Linked DNA regions of Mus musculus: regions 2, 3 and 4 are each linked to region 1. Evidence: chromatin contacts called from public HiChIP or PLAC-seq data. All regions are on one chromosome and are shown on one strand. The core of a region is the stretch at or near the end of the contact, and the rest is flanking DNA. Distances in the headings are between cores, read along the strand shown.

What was found. HiChIP or PLAC-seq counts read pairs in DNA pulled down with a chosen protein or histone mark.
Region 2: a contact with region 1 is called in an H3K27ac HiChIP or PLAC-seq map of embryonic stem cells, with 7 read pairs. The contact joins the enhancer-like site here to the promoter of Tnk2 in region 1. A contact is called at or near these places in 2 of 484 Hi-C or Micro-C datasets (bone marrow-derived macrophages and trophoblast stem cells), 3 of 115 datasets of contacts at active chromatin or transcription factors (embryonic stem cells and stem cell-derived neural progenitor cells) and 3 of 9 other capture datasets (adipose tissue, liver and pancreatic islet).
Region 3: an H3K27ac HiChIP or PLAC-seq map of embryonic stem cells shows a contact between it and region 1, with 9 read pairs. The contact joins the enhancer-like site here to the promoter of Tnk2 in region 1. A contact is called at or near these places in 4 of 115 datasets of contacts at active chromatin or transcription factors (CD8 T cells and embryonic stem cells) and 1 of 9 other capture datasets (adipose tissue).
Region 4: an HNF4G HiChIP or PLAC-seq map of pancreatic cancer cells shows a contact between it and region 1. The contact joins the enhancer-like site here to the promoter of Tnk2 in region 1. A contact is called at or near these places in 3 of 39 promoter capture datasets (embryonic stem cells, maxillary cranial neural crest and second pharyngeal arch cranial neural crest), 2 of 15 datasets of contacts at CTCF or cohesin (CD8 T cells and the NIH/3T3 cell line), 3 of 115 datasets of contacts at active chromatin or transcription factors (embryonic stem cells and pancreatic cancer cells) and 2 of 9 other capture datasets (adipose tissue and liver).

The regions. Positions count from the first base shown.
Region 1 is chr16:32,642,892-32,646,556 of GRCm38.p6, forward strand. Tnk2 (tyrosine kinase, non-receptor, 2) reads left to right here and starts at 1,752. Exons shown (of 16, transcript NM_016788.3): 1 at 1,752-2,217.
Region 2 is chr16:32,536,777-32,540,441 of GRCm38.p6, forward strand. No RefSeq gene overlaps it. Among named protein-coding and RNA genes, the nearest start is that of Zdhhc19, 42 kb to the left of the region's middle. Within about 2 kb of position 1,550, at least 38 of the 459 cell types and tissues checked have an H3K27ac peak or open chromatin away from gene starts, as enhancers often do. A contact at or near this core is called in embryonic stem cells and pancreatic islet, where this site is marked.
Region 3 is chr16:32,565,709-32,569,373 of GRCm38.p6, forward strand. No RefSeq gene overlaps it. Among named protein-coding and RNA genes, the nearest start is that of Tfrc, 41 kb to the right of the region's middle. Within about 2 kb of position 1,758, at least 19 of the 459 cell types and tissues checked have an H3K27ac peak or open chromatin away from gene starts, as enhancers often do. A contact at or near this core is called in embryonic stem cells, where this site is marked.
Region 4 is chr16:32,712,435-32,716,099 of GRCm38.p6, forward strand. No RefSeq gene overlaps it. Among named protein-coding and RNA genes, the nearest start is that of Gm34766, 16 kb to the left of the region's middle. Within about 2 kb of position 1,702, at least 9 of the 459 cell types and tissues checked have an H3K27ac peak or open chromatin away from gene starts, as enhancers often do. A contact at or near this core is called in pancreatic cancer cells, where this site is marked.

The sequences.
Region 1 (3,665 bases), core at 502-3,001:
AGGGGCTACTGTCCCCCAAGATGACTAAGTGCACAAAACACAAAAGCACTCTTATTAATCAATTAATTGATTAATTAGAGACAGGGTCTCTCTGTGTAGCCCTGGCTGTCCTGGAACTCACTTTGTAGACCAGGCTGGCCTGGACCTCAGAAATCTGCCCGCCTCTGCTTCCCCAGTGCTGGGATTAAAGATGTGTGCCTCCATCTGACAAAAAGGAGCTTTTATAAGTCTGGTGTGGTAAATGAGCAGAAAGAAGTCTTCCTCATCCAGGGCCAGCATCTTTTCCTTTCTTCCTATCTTTCTTTCTTTCTTTCTTTCTTTCTTTCTTTCTTTCTTTCTTTCTTTCTTTCTTTCTTTCTTTCTTTCTTCTTCTTCTTCTTCTTCTTCTTCTTCTTCTTCTTCTTCTTCTTCTTCTTCTTCTTCTTCTTCTTCTCTCTCTCTTCCTTCTTTCTTATTCCCTTCCTTCCTTCCTTTCTTTCTTTCTTTCTTTCTTTCTTTCTTTCTTTCTTTCTTTCTTCCTTCCTTCCTTCCTTCCTTCCTTCCTTCCTTTCCTTTCTCTAGCTAAGCTATGTTACATTTGACCTTGACTGCCTGGGGTGAGCTCCTGTAACTTTTTTTTTTTTTTTTTTTTTTTTTTTTCCGAGACAGGGTTTCTCTGTGTATCCCTGGCTGTGAGACAGGGTTTCTCTGGGTATCCCTGGCTGTCCTGGAACTCACTTTGAAGACCAGGCTGGCCTCGAACTCAGAAATCTGTCTGCTCTACCTCCCAAGTACTGGCTAAATTCAGACTCTTATTCCAGGACTTGTTCTCACTTGAATTTATTAATCGATGAAACCTCCTAATTTTGAACTTCATTTTTTTTTTTTTTGAGTGTGTGTGTGTGTGTGTGTGTGTGTGTGTATGGACCAGGGCCCTTTAAGAAGGCGGAGCGACCCCAGCGGGCCCCACCCCCTAGGGCGGCGCAGGCGCGCGCGGGCTCTGAGAACCCGGCTGGAGGGCCGCCGGCTCGCGGGGCCGCAGCACCTGCGGCGCGGCGCCGGGGTGGCCGAGGTCGAGTGTGGGCGGCGAGGGCGGGACGCCGGGCCCGCTTGGGGCCGAGGCGGAAGCCGCGGGGCGGGGGCGCGCAGGGCAGCACCATCTGGAGGGGCGGGAGCGCGCGGCCTCTGGGGGGCAGGCGCGTGCGCGGCGCGGCGGGCGCGGGGGGTCGGCGGCGGGGGGCGCAGGAGGAGCGCGGCGGGCTGAGCCCCGCGCTGCCGGAGCAGCAGCCGGCGCGCGTCGGGCGGCTCAGCTGGGGCCCGCAGCTTCTTCGCGGGCTGAAGCTCGGCGTGGAGGAGCAGGGCGGGGTGGGTCCGGCCGTGCAGGAGGAGGGCGGCGTGGGGCTGGGGGTGCAGGAGCGGGGCGGCCGCGGTCACGAGCCTAGTCTGGGGGTGGTGTGGGGGCCGCCCGACGCCGCGGACTGGAGGCGCCGGGCGCGCTGGACGGGTTCGGCCGGCGGGCCGGTGGCGCAGGAGGAGGGCCTGGGGCCCCGCAGGCAGCAGCAGGAGAAGGGGGGAGGCGGCCCCGCAGTGCAGGAGCGCGGCGAGGCCCGTGCCGGGGTGCAGGAGCGCGGGGAGGGCAGCCCACGCAGGCTTCTGCGGCAGCCAGAGGAGCTGCCCGAGTTGGCTCACGGCCCCTGCCCGCGCACGGAGGAGCTCGAAAGTTCGGACGAGCGCAGCTGGGAGAGCTGCAGGCATCTGGGCGGGGAGGCGGTGGTCCTTGGAGCATCCCTAGCGAGTGGGGACAGACTCGAGCTGCTGGGGAGAGCCAGGCCTGTAGGGCCCCGAGGGCCTGAAGGAGAGGGGCGCCTGGGGGTGCAGGAAGCAAATTGGCTGCCCGGGGTGCAAGAGGGCCAGGTAGTGTGGGCTGTTCAGGAGACGTATCTGAACGGTAAAGGGTCCTCAGGGGGAGAGGGATTCCAAGAGGGACACAGGACCCGCAGGCGCAGACGGCGAAGGAGGTGGTAATCGGCAAGCTGCCTTCCTTGCTGGCATCAGGGTTGCTCTAGTGCCAAGAGTAATGCAGGAAGATGTAGGGGATTGGGGAGCAGAAGAGCGCTGTGAACCTGACCTTTGGAAGATATTGCTGGAGGGTAGGCACTGGCCTGCAAGATCCTTTCTGCTACCTCAAGTCTGAGCATCCTCGAAGCAGTGTCTGCCTGGGGACAGCTGGAAACTCAGGTACGGATGGCCAATATTGTTATCGGAGTTGATATGATTAGAAGCATCGGAGAATGGGTTCCAAACATCCCTTGTCCTCTCTAGTTGACCAACCTGGGCATCACCCCTCACGAACACACACATACACACACGTACGCACGCACGCGCACACACACACGCAAGCACCCACCACATATAATTGTAAGTAGCAGCTGCTGTAGTGGAGTAGTCACCGCTTTCAAGTCTAGACTGGATGTGGAACCATTTGAGTGGCTGCCTGGTATAGGCAGAGGGAAGAGAAGGCAGGATAGCCCCAGGGACTAAGTCATCCCCTTCACCTATCTGCTGGTGGAGGTAGGTGTGTCTCTGTGCAAGCTGTTGTGCAACCTGCATCACCGGCCTCAAGTCCTCCCGAAAGGGAAAATGGATAGTGTTGCATTAGCCGCTGTGCCTTATCTTGTAGTCCTGTTGATCACGTGAGTGTGGCAGCCAGTAGTGACTTGGGCACGAGCCTGGCCTGCGCCTTGCCACACGGTTTTGTCACGGTTGATTATGCTGTGGGCCCAAAGCCAAGGATGGGTAGAACTGCAGAGAGCAACTGGTGAGGTCTTCATTTCTGAATGGAATGGGAAGGGAGGTTGTACCAGCGGCTGCTACCCATGCCTTGACCTCACTCTAGAAGCTGGCAAATAGAGAAGCCTGTGGTATCCTATTAAGACCTCCTCACCTCCCCGCGACCGTGGCTCCTTCTTGGCGCCGCCTAGAGGTGGAGCCTGCAGGCCAATGGGTAGATTTGATTTCTTGTTGGCATATGAACCCACCTCTTTCCTGGTTCAGGTGGTCTTGGTTGACAGCTTACAGCCTCTGTCTTTATTTCCCTAGCCGTGTCAAAAGTTCTTGCACTTCCAGCCCACCTGTGGGATGGATCCAGAGTTACTGTCTCAGAGCCTTCACCAGGAATATCTCTGCCCTAGCCTACCGTGTGCCTATGAGTCAGATGGACTCCCATACCCGGGTTCTGAACAGACCTGGGTGGAGATAGGGTTCTCCTGTGGGGGCAGAAGAAGGGGTAGTGGTGGCTTGAACTGCTGGAGGAGCCGGTTTGCCGACTCTGGCAAACCCAACCCGTCTTTCAGCTTTATCCCGTGCCAGTCACATTGTCTCTCAAACATTCAGACACCGGAAGTTTAACTGCTGTGTCCACGGTGCCAAGCTCTCCTGGAATGACCAGAGTGGTTCTGGCTCACTGGTTTCAGTGGAGAGAATTCTGCTCTCAGCGCATACATAAAGCATACACCTTCACACTTCCTTTAGGTTGCCTTGCCTGCACTTTAGGATGAACAGGAGAGCAACTGGTCTGCTCTTTGGGACTCCCTGAGCTTGCTGTGCCTAGGAGTTTGTGTAAATGGAAGTCAGTTAGTGACCTTTTAGAGTCTGGCTTCTCTGGAGCAGCATCCCTGTTTCACATC
Region 2 (3,665 bases), core at 300-2,799, 110 kb before region 1:
TCTTTCTTTGTTTTTTTGTCAAATACAGTCTAACAGGAGTCAAACTGAAAAAGGAAACTTCAGCTGAGAAAATGTCCCCATCAGATTGTCTAGTAGGCAAAAGATAATTGAGTATTTTCTTGGAAAAAAAAAAACCCTCAATTAGTTGAAGACAAGGACCTTCAGCATTAGACTCACAGATTCCCAATTAAAGCATTAGAACCAGTTGCCAACACTCTTGTTCTTGCAGAGGACCTGAGTTCAATTCCCAGCACCAACATGGTGGCTCTGATAGAACCTAGTGGGGAAACCCCCACTCAACTCCCGATTCGGTGTGCACCCAAGAATCACGAACAGACTACCATCTTGATGTAATTACATGAGGACGTTTAATTACGGAGCTCCAGACCGACATGTATCCCACACAGGAGATAACGGATGTTGGCCACGAGGCTTGAAAGCTAGGGGTTTTTATGGGGTAAGGGGCTTAGGGATGTGGAATTCAGCACAGCGACACACTATTGGCTTATTCAAACATTAACAGAAAGAACATAGGGCATCAGGACTTTCTTCCTGTGGACTGGGGGGCTTATCTTTGTTCACATAGCAACCAGTTGATGTATGACTTTACCCGGCACCAAGGGGCAATAGACAGAGGGGAGATTCTTAGATAATATAGCCCTGCTGGTCCTTGTATCTTTACAGTCAAGATGTTCTTAGGAATGCCTTAACAACAGCCCTGCCCTGGCATGCCTGGGGGCTGTTCTGCTTTGTTCTTGGTCCCAGGCCGGGCTGTGGGCTCCTAAACTCACAAGTTACAATATTTTATCTTCCTTCAGCACAATCATCTGATCCCAGAGATCTGATGCCCTCTTCTGACGTCTGTGGTACAAGGTATACACATGGTGCATATACATACATCCAGGCAAAATATTCATATATTCAAAATAAAATAAAATAAAATAAAATAAAAAGATAAACAAACAAACAAACTGTTTATCAATAAATACTAATGAAGTTTTAATCAGCTCAGATTTTCTCAGTGGCCCTAGTGTATAGTTCAAATTCTTAGGTAATGAGGAAGGCCACGAAGAGTTTCTAAGTGTGATGCTATTTCCTAAATGCTAAGTGAATTAGTTTACAAGCCAGGTAGAAAATCATTAGTAACTGAGTATCAGGGCGTGGGAGAGATGTTTCCAGCACAGAAAAGCCCAAGCATGCTGGTATAGTACTAAGGCCTTTCTCCCTAACTCGTGAAGTGTTTTTTCCTCTTAAGAGTTGACTGGATAACCAAATTCCAACTGAAGGAGTTCCTAACAGGGACTGTAGCTCAAGAGCCCTAGCCATCAAGCACGAAGAAGGAATCTTAGAAGAGGGGCTGCTCTCCTAGAGGACCATCTGCCTCCAGCTTGAGACCTTGTTCCTCAAGAGTCCTAATTTTAGATCAAGCAAGGGCTTAATCTCTTCTTATATTTGTATCTGTAGCCCCTTTGTTCTGCTGCAGCCTTTAGCCTACTCACTGTGTTTACCTTACCTCTCCTTTTATCTTCTTTACTGGTGGGCCCCCTGGCCAGCAGAACTTTGTAGAGCTTACCCAGCAGGGTGGAACCATGGCCTCAGCAAGGTCCTGGGCTCTGCTGGGTCCTTCCTGCCCCTCAGGCTTTTGTAGGGTGGGGGAGTCCTTGATCTTGAATCCAAGCTGTGAGGGTCTGTGGGTGGCCCAGCTTCAAAGTGAGCCAACCCAGGAGGCTTCCTGGAAGCTGGACGGACTCCTCCGCAGAGCCTGTCTCTGAGGGTCATGTGAGGAGGAGCTGGGGTCCAGACCATCAACAAGGGAAGCATAAACTGTGCATGGCACATTGAGTGGTGTGATCTGTGAACAAACAGACAAACCAAATATTTGATGTTGGGGAATGGAGCATAAAAAAAATGTATTAAATGATTCCATTTAGGTAAAAGCACTCACATGCTGCTTTGAGTACATTTATGTGTAAATAAGGGGGCAGAAAGGTTTTTTTAAGGTCGAAGCCTGAACATCAAACCAACAGAGCAAATTAAAAATCAAAATGGAGTCAGGATAAAAGTCAAACCTAAGCTAAGTTATTATCCTACTCTTGGAGAAGTTAATATGAGAGTTCTCACAAAAATCTTTTTCACTTGGAATGAAAATGAAATGCCAGCCTTTAATTCCAGCCTTCAGGAGGTAGAGGTAGGTAATCTTAGGAATTTGAGTCTGGTCTACAGAGTGAGTTTCAGGACCACCAGTGTTAGCATTCCTTCTAGGCTCCGCCCCACGGTTACCTAGCAACAGTCAGGAAGCTTAACTCACTATAAAAGGGGCTCCTTGCCTCCTTTTCTCTCTCTTTCTTGCTCTCTTACCCTCTCTGTCTTTTCTCTCCCCAAACTCCCTTCCTCCTTCCCTTCCTCTCTCTCTCCCTCCCTCCCTCCCTCCCTCCCTCCCTCCCTCCCTCCCTCCCTCCCTCTTTCTCCCTCACCCTGCCTTTTTCTGTCTCTACTCCCTCCTCAACTCCCCTCCCCATGCCCTAAATAAACTCTTCCATATTATATCCGTGGCTGGTACCTGGGGCTGCGGGGAGAGGAGAAGGAGGGATGCCTTATCATGGCATCCTGCAGAGGTGCCCCCTTCCACCTCTACCAAACTATCCTGGTTCTCTCTCTCTCTCTCTCTCTCTCTCTTTCTTATAAAACACAATAGCCTACACAGAGAAACCCAGTCTCTAAATTCCCCCACCCCCTAAAACAAAACAAAACCCTGCACTGAACTGAAGAGTTCCCTGTTTCAATGGATATTGATTTTTGTTTTTAAAAATCTAAATAATTCTTAGAGCTTTGAGAAGGAGTAAGATGGGGTGGGGTGGGGTGGGGTGCTACTGCTTAGAGTGAAAGATGTAACTTTTTGCTTTTAAGTTATCTTCTAAGTAAACTAAGCACAGTAAAAATAGTGACAGGAGGGACTTACAAAGAATTATTGAGCTGATATTTCTCTCATTATATATCACAGACAGACAGACAGACAGACAGACAGACAGACAGACAGATAGATAGATAGATAGATAGATAGATAGATAGATAGATAGATAGATATAGCTTTTTTTTGAGACTGCCTTGAGTAACCAAGGCTAGGTTTCAAACTTGATGCATAGTTAGAGGACCGACAGCTCCAACCCTCTTACCCTCTCTCCCCACTTACATGCTGGGATCTCCAGCAGGAGCTGCCCTTTTTGCTGTTCTGTTCTTTTTGCTTGTTTGTTTGTTTTTGAGTCAGGGTCTCACTGTAGCTTTGGCTGGCCTGGAACTCAAAGATCTGCCTGCCTCTACCTCCCAAGGGCTGAAATTAGAGGTGAGATCCACCACACCCAGCAGTGTTTTGTTCTTTAAAGGCAATTTAGTGTCTGTAAAGAGTAGCTCTAAATAAAATCCACTGCCCAAACACATAGGAAAAAGAATGTTCTCAAAAGGCTGCCTTGAGTTTCCTAGGAGTGGATCCCACTAGGATGACAGCCTTGGCTCCTGGGAGAAGGGAAGCGGGAAGGTCTGTGTCCTGCATACTGTACCCAGGGACTGTGCTGGGTATAATGAGAATTCCCGTATTCCCCAAGCCAGCTTAATCATTTTACAGATGCTGGAAACAGGGAAGTTGGGGAACACTGAGAAGCAGACTGTCA
Region 3 (3,665 bases), core at 508-3,007, 77 kb before region 1:
GCTCCACATATGCTCCATACCTGAACCCAGACGGCATCTCAATAGACATTCCTCAGTTCACTGAACTCCCCTAACTTGCCTCAGTTCAGGCAGTTCCCATCCTTCTCCCACTGAGCAAGCCCTCAGATTCACTCCTCTTTATGGTATACACTCCTTTCTCAACTAGTGACTTGTATAATTGGAAATCCCAGATCTCCGTTTCTCTGACCAACACTCCATCCCTGTCCTCAGACTTTTGTACCCTAACAAGGATCTCATACATGGGCCAAGACCATGACCAATTCTCCCTTCTGTAAAACTGACTTTACTTAAAACTCTTGTGGCTAGCTGGGTGGTGGTTGCGGCGGCGGCAGCGGCAGTGCATGCCTTTAATCACAGCACTTGAGAGGCAGAGGCAGGCAGATTTCTGAGTTTGAGGCCAGCCTGGTCTACAGAGTGAGTTCCAGGACAGCCAAGGCTACACAGAGAAACCCTGTCTTGAAAGCCAAAACAAAACAAAAAAAAATCCCCAAAACAACAAACAAACAAAAACCCAACTCCCACTTCCCAATGTTAGAAAACTAAAGGACCCCCATCCCCGTCTTCCCTCTTGATTTACTCCTTAGGAAATAGGGTGCCATGGGTGGCTTCAGGCAAAACCTGCTCTTTCTATGCCAACTGATCAGGAGTAATTAATGAAGACTTTGCCATGGTTAGGGAAAATCTCAGTTTAAAAAAAAAAAAGACAGATGGGGCTGGAGAGATGGCTCAGTGGTTATGAGCACTCACTGCTCTTCCAGAGGTCCTGAGTTCAATTCCCAGCAGCCACATGGTGGCTCACAACCATCCGTAATGGGATCTGATGTCCTCTTCTGGTGTGTCTGAAGACAACGACAATGTACTCACATACATAAAGTAAATCAATCAATCAAAAATAAAAAAGACAGACATAAATCAGATCATTAGTCCCAGCCTTGGTTCTCTTGGTCCCTCAGGGTAACTACTCAGCTATCAGCACTGGCTGGGCCTCTCGTACTCATTCTCATTGGATTAAGGTTGGACCTTGCATCTTTACCGTATGCCCAGTTATGTAAAACCAAGGGTGAGTTCAGTCAAGTCGATGGCTCTTAGGACCAGCCTCACTCTTTAAAGCAGGATGAGTCTGAGATTTGACTCATTTTCCTAAGACCCAGTGGAGAATGTGACCAGGTCACCCAGGTTCCTCCGTCTTGTCCCAGCTGCAGCCATCCAAGGCTGACTCAGAGGTGACCCTCCCCCAACCACCATCCCACTCACACCTCCTCCCATGGGAATGTCACTTAGAAATTTATCCAACTTTGTCCCAGGGACTTGAGGTCGAAACGCCCCAGCTAACTGATTTTTGCTTTGTAAAGACTCTCAAATTGGGACTCTGGTTTTGTTGAGTGGTCTTTGCCCCGTGACAATCTGAGGATCACAATATCTCAGGTTGTTCTCTGACCTCCACACACATGTGCACATGTGCATTCACATACATATGAACATGTGCTCATATACAGATATATAAACATACAACCAGAGAGAGAGAGAGACCCAGACTCGACAAGAGGAGAGCTGAATCAGTAGCAAGACTTGCTCAACAAGCATACCCTAGCTTGATTTGAGCCTTCTCTGGGGACTCCTTGTTTAGCAGGACAGCCAAACAGAGGAAGCCACGAGCTATACAGAAAAGGCCGAGAGCACACCCTTCCATTACAGAAGGAAGCTGAGGCCCCAGGAGGTCTGAAGTCAGGTCACAGAGTGAAAGGGAGACCGGATATGTTGATTCAGGGACTCAATGCACAGCTCCTCTCAGGACCTCAGATGCTACAACAGACTGAAGAAAGCAAAAATCCCTGGGCCTACCTGGCTAACACAGCCTCTAGAGGGGGAAATGAAAGAGCCAACAGCATTCGAAGCTCCTCAGTAGGACCTGTCCCCAGAGTGAGGAAGTTAGAGATAAAATTCCTTAAATTCTTAATACCTTGTAACACTCTTCCAAAATTCCCAAGAAACTAAACTCTTATTTAGAATAAATAAATACAGCTTTGAAGCTGTTGGAAGTAAGGGATATTTTGTGGGCCACAGAGGCAAGAGAGATCAACATAATGAGAAAGAATTTTTGCAATAAGAATTTTACAGACTTGTTACCACTGAGCCAAGACTGCACACTCCAGCCTCAGCTTTGTGGGATGCCCTGGGTTCCAACACACACACACACACACACACACACACACACACACACACACACACACACGATAGTCATAGAATTAAATGAATGAATGTCCCAGGCACAGAATAGTGGGAGCTATCACTGCCAGCCCCAGCCATCTTGGTGGACAGGAGCCCTATCCTGTCTGACCGGGCCTCTGCTTTTAGGCCGTTCTCCTATTGGAAGCTACATACACTTTTGCTCAAAAATATAGTCCTTAGGCCAGCAGGAGCTGTCACATGGGAGATGGTTAGGAAGCTGAATTGAGGCCCCACCAAAACCTGCTGAAGCAGAATCATTATTCTAGCAAGCTCGTTGGGGGGATTCTGTCCAGTGTGGACGTTTAGGAAACTCTAGAACAGGCCATTGAAAGAACAACCTTTGCTCTTCATTTCCACAAGGAGAGGGCTTTAGCACCTTTGCAGCCAGAAGCCCTCTGTCCTCCTGTGGCCTGTCTTCCCCATCCCCTGCTTTCCATAGGATGGTGACATTCCACCTGGGAGACCCTGGCCTTATCCCAGGGTGACCGACAGCAGGGAGCTAGGGGGTCAATCTGTGGAGCCTCCGGCTTTGCCCTCCATCCACGTGATCCTCTCCAAGTCCCTGTGGCTTACAGCCAGCACCAGTTTTCCCCAGAAGGCCAGCTGCCCCCACCAGAGCCGGTCATGAGGCTGGCTGTGGGGTGACTAACCGTCAGCACCCAGTTCTGAGGTGCTGAGATGTGCTAAACCCTCAGTGAGCCAGGGGAGGAGCTGTCCATTTGTTCCTGATAATTCTCTGCACTGGCAATGTTTTCCTAAGGGGCAGGATTTACCAGCTTTGCCCCTCCCCACACACGAGTTTGCTCTAGAAGTCAGGGAAGTCTCCCTGCTGCCATTATTAGTCTTATGACTTAAGCAAGTTCCTTGCCATCTCTCATGGGATCAGATGGAACGTTAGGGAAGCTCTCTATGGCCTCTCCTCTCTTCTCAGGAGTAAGGATAAGCATGCCTGGGTCAGATGGAAAGAAAGATCTGGAAGGTCAAGCAGGGGAATTTGGACTTGGTGCTCTAAGCTTCTGCTAAACCAGTGGCTGTCCTTGTAACGTTTCGCCAGCAAAGCACACTCGGACAACCAGATCCTTCTATGGCAAAGCTTTAACCCGGAAAATGGAGCTGCTTAAATACCCCTCTGTGTGACGTGTCAGCTCCTGATTAGCTGCTCACTCATCACCCCACTCCTACACCCCGGGATGGGCAGTGACTTGGCACGAAATTACTCCAGCACCTGCGCACATTGCTTGTTTACTAGGTAGGCACTGTGGAAGCCAGCGCCATCTTGTAATGGCGATTGCTCACGGCTCTCCACAAGTGGCCCTGTGAACCATCAAGATGTGCCAGCAAGTATTTGAGTTGTTCTCTGAATATAAAATACATAGCATGTTATAAGACTTCATAGGGAAAAAAAGGAATGTAAA
Region 4 (3,665 bases), core at 452-2,951, 69 kb after region 1:
TTGCCGAGCGGCCCAAGCCCCAAGCGGTCCTGGGCCATCTTTTAACCCACATCTATGCACCCACTGATAGACATCTGGGCTGTTTCCGTTTTCTAATTGTTATGAATGAAACATCAGTGAATATGAATATGCAGGTTATAGAATTCTTTGAAGACATACCTAGGAATGATATAACTTTGTTTAATTTTTATTTTTTTGAGACAGTGTCTCACTGTATCCCTGGCTCTCCTGGAGCTCACAGAGATTTGCCGACCTCTGCCTCCTAGATGGTGAGATTAAAGTTGGGTCCCACCATATCCAGCAATATTCTGTCACTGACAAAATCACTTAGACTTACACAAAAAACTCAATGTTTTAGTAGACATGGGTACCACGGAATGGCTACATTGTGATGCATATTACTTCATGTTTTATAATTCTTTGTAGAGAGAATATTTAAATGTATTGTCTTAACAATTTTCAAACTTATAGCATGCTGCTACTAAGCTGCTTTAAGCATGTTGTGGTCATTGTGATATATATATATATATATATATATATATATATATATACACACACACACAACTCTCTTGAACTTAGTTCTCCAATTTCACTGAAATTTCGTGTCCTTTGGTCAACGCCTCCTTAACCTGGTCAAGTTGAGCCTTTAGCGCCTACCATTTGACTGTGGGCTTGTACACATTTGATGATTTTAGAGCCTGCATAAGAGTGAGTTTGTTTTTCTGTGGGCAACTTTTTATCACTTAACACGGCATTCTCCAGGTTCATCCACGGTGCAGCAGATGACAGGACGTCATGTTTGTCCAGCTGATTAGTATGTTCTTTTCATATGCACCTCATCTTCTGTACCCACGCCCTGTATGTTTATCCAACTGTCCACTGTTAAGGGACACAAGGTCGCTGCCATCTCTTGGCTGTGGCGTACGCTGAGTGTAGATGTCTCTTCAACATACCAGTCTGACATCCTTTGGATAAACACCCACCTGAAATGAGATTGCTGAATCCGGTGGTTGTTGCGATTTTAGTTTCTTGAGGAATCTCTGCATCGTTCTTCAGGATGGCTAATTCTCATCCCTCCTGAGCACGCTCGAGGGTTCCATTTTCTCTCCATTCTCACCACCGCTTACCTTTCTTTTCGTTGATAATAGCTGTTCTGATGTGTATGAGACCTTCATTCTCTGTGGCTTTAATGTTTATTCTCCGGCTATTATTGGTGTTGAGCCAATTTCTAAATGCCCTTTGGCTATTCCTAATCATACCTCTGAGAACGCCTGCCCAGATCCTCTGTCTATTTTTAAATCAGGGTATTTGTTTTCATGATTAAGTCATTTGGCGTCTGTAGAGGTGTTTGCAAAGAAGCCTTATTGGGTATGGAGCCCACAGCTCTTTTCCCTCCGTGCACAGGGATGCCTTGCCTGTGCTATTTGCTTTGCTGTGCAGGGGTTTTTAGGTGACTGTACAATCTCTCTTGTTCTCTTTCGCTTTCATTCACTTTGTTCTTGGGATCATGGCCACCCCCCCCAAAAAAAAAACCAAAAAACAAAAAACAAAACAAAACAAAAACATGGCCCAGATCGATGTCAGAAATCTCGTCATGTTTTCGTCTAGTAGTTTTGTGGCTTCAGGTCTAGGATTTCAGCCTTTAATCCACCCTGAGATGAGGTACATGGTGTGAGAAGAGAGGGCGCCTTCATTCTCCTGCCTAAGACAATCCAGAGCTCTCAGCACATTTGTGGAAGAGACTCTCCTTTGCACCCTGTTCTCAGCATCTCTGTGGAAAATCAGTTTATTTCTCAGCTCCTTACTCTGTTCCACTGATCTGTGCCTATTTTGGATCTGGGGTGTACTATTTTCATTACTGAGCTTTTAGAGTTCGAGAAAGGTAATGTACTGAAATGCTAATTATAGTAGAGAATACATAGTTCTTGTGGGGTGTGCGTGTACGTGTGTGCGTGTGCGTGTGTGTGTGTGTGTGTGTCCACTTTCAATGATGGCCAATGCTGGGGTTGGATGGCAAAGGATTTGCTGCACAAGCCCGAGAACCTGAGTTTGGATCCCCTGAATCTAAGAACAGACATAAATCCCAGTGCTCTTATAGTAAAACAGGGGTTAGAGACAGGGGGATTACCAGGAGCTTGAGGGCCAGCTAGCCTGGTGTATATGTCAGAAAAACAACAGAGAGACTGTCATAAATAAGGAGGACGGTGAGGGTGCACCCACACAGTGTGCATGTGTGTGTATGTGTGTGCGCATACAGGCATGTGCACGCACACACAGAATATAAACTTTTAGAAGAAAGAAAAAAAATTAAAACTATGAAAAAGTAAGATAATGAGGATAAGAAGGAGGTTGGCCTGGAGTTTGTGACCGTTCCCTCAGCTGGATAGTTATGTTTTATTCTGTCACCAAGCAGGAGGTGGCTTAAGCTATTGCCCTTCAGGAGACTTTGGCTGCCTTCAGGTGCGGACCACTATGGAGACAGAGACTTGTGTGGCCTCAAGGTACCCTCTGGAGGACCATGAGGAGCTGGAGGCAGGCAGTGCCCTGAGGCGCAGAGGCTGCTGGCTCCTCAGTCTCAGGCTCTCGGGGATGGAGGAAGCTGGTGCTCGCCAGCCCTTATAGACAGCGTAGCTAGTTATGAAAGGCACCCTCACCCTTTCGGTTAGAATCTCCCCAGGCTAGAGGGCCTGGGCCTTTCCTTGGGTAGATGTGCAGAGCTGGCGGTTCATTGGTGGGGGAAGAATGGATGGGTATGGTGGCCCCGGGGTGGGAATTCATGTTTTAACAGATTGGGTAGCTAGAACGGTATCTGGAGAAGAGGCAGTAGTAGAAAGCGGGGTGTGGGGGTGTGGGGGGATGGGGGCTCAGAACTGGGTGTCAGAAGTTAGTCATGGAGTTGCAGAGGGGAGTAGAGGGTCAGTGGATTGGGGGAGGGGTGAACTGAAGTGCTGCGTCCGGGAGGAAGGCGGGGACTAGCTGGATATATGATAAGGACCGTATAAGAAAAAAAGGTCTTTTAACAGTTTGCATCATCAAAACCGAGAAGGAACGGACTTCTCTTGGTCCCCTTTGCTGAAGAGGCTCTGGCTGCCAGCATTGCACAGAACCTGGCGGGGGCGCTGTAGAGCAGCGCTTCTCAATTCCGTGTGAGATCCACTCCGTCGTTCCTCAGGAGCTTGTACACCTTTTGGGGAGACAAGGTCTCTTACTGGGATCTGGGCTGATTATAGTGTGCTGGCCTGCTGTTGAACCGCAAATTTCTTCCTGTCCCCACCTCTCCAGTGCTGGGCTGGGATTATAAGGGTGTACCTCCATGCCTACATTTTTGCGTGTGTGCTTGGGACAAAGGAAGGTCCTCATGTTTGTTCAGTAAATACTTTTTGACTGTACCATCTCAGACCTTCAGACTTTAATTTTAGATAAAAAACGTGTGTGTGTGTGTGTGTGTGTGTGAGAGAGAGAGAGAGAGAGAGAGAGAGAGAGAGAGAGAGAGAGAGATTTTCCCTGCATCTATGTCTGTGTACTAGGTACATGCCTGAAGCCTGAAGAGGTCGGAGAGGGTATTGGACCCCTGGAACTGGAGTTACCAATAGTTGTGAGGCACCATATGGATACTGGGAACCAGACCCAGGTCCAGGTCTTCTGCAAGAGTAGCCAGTACTGTT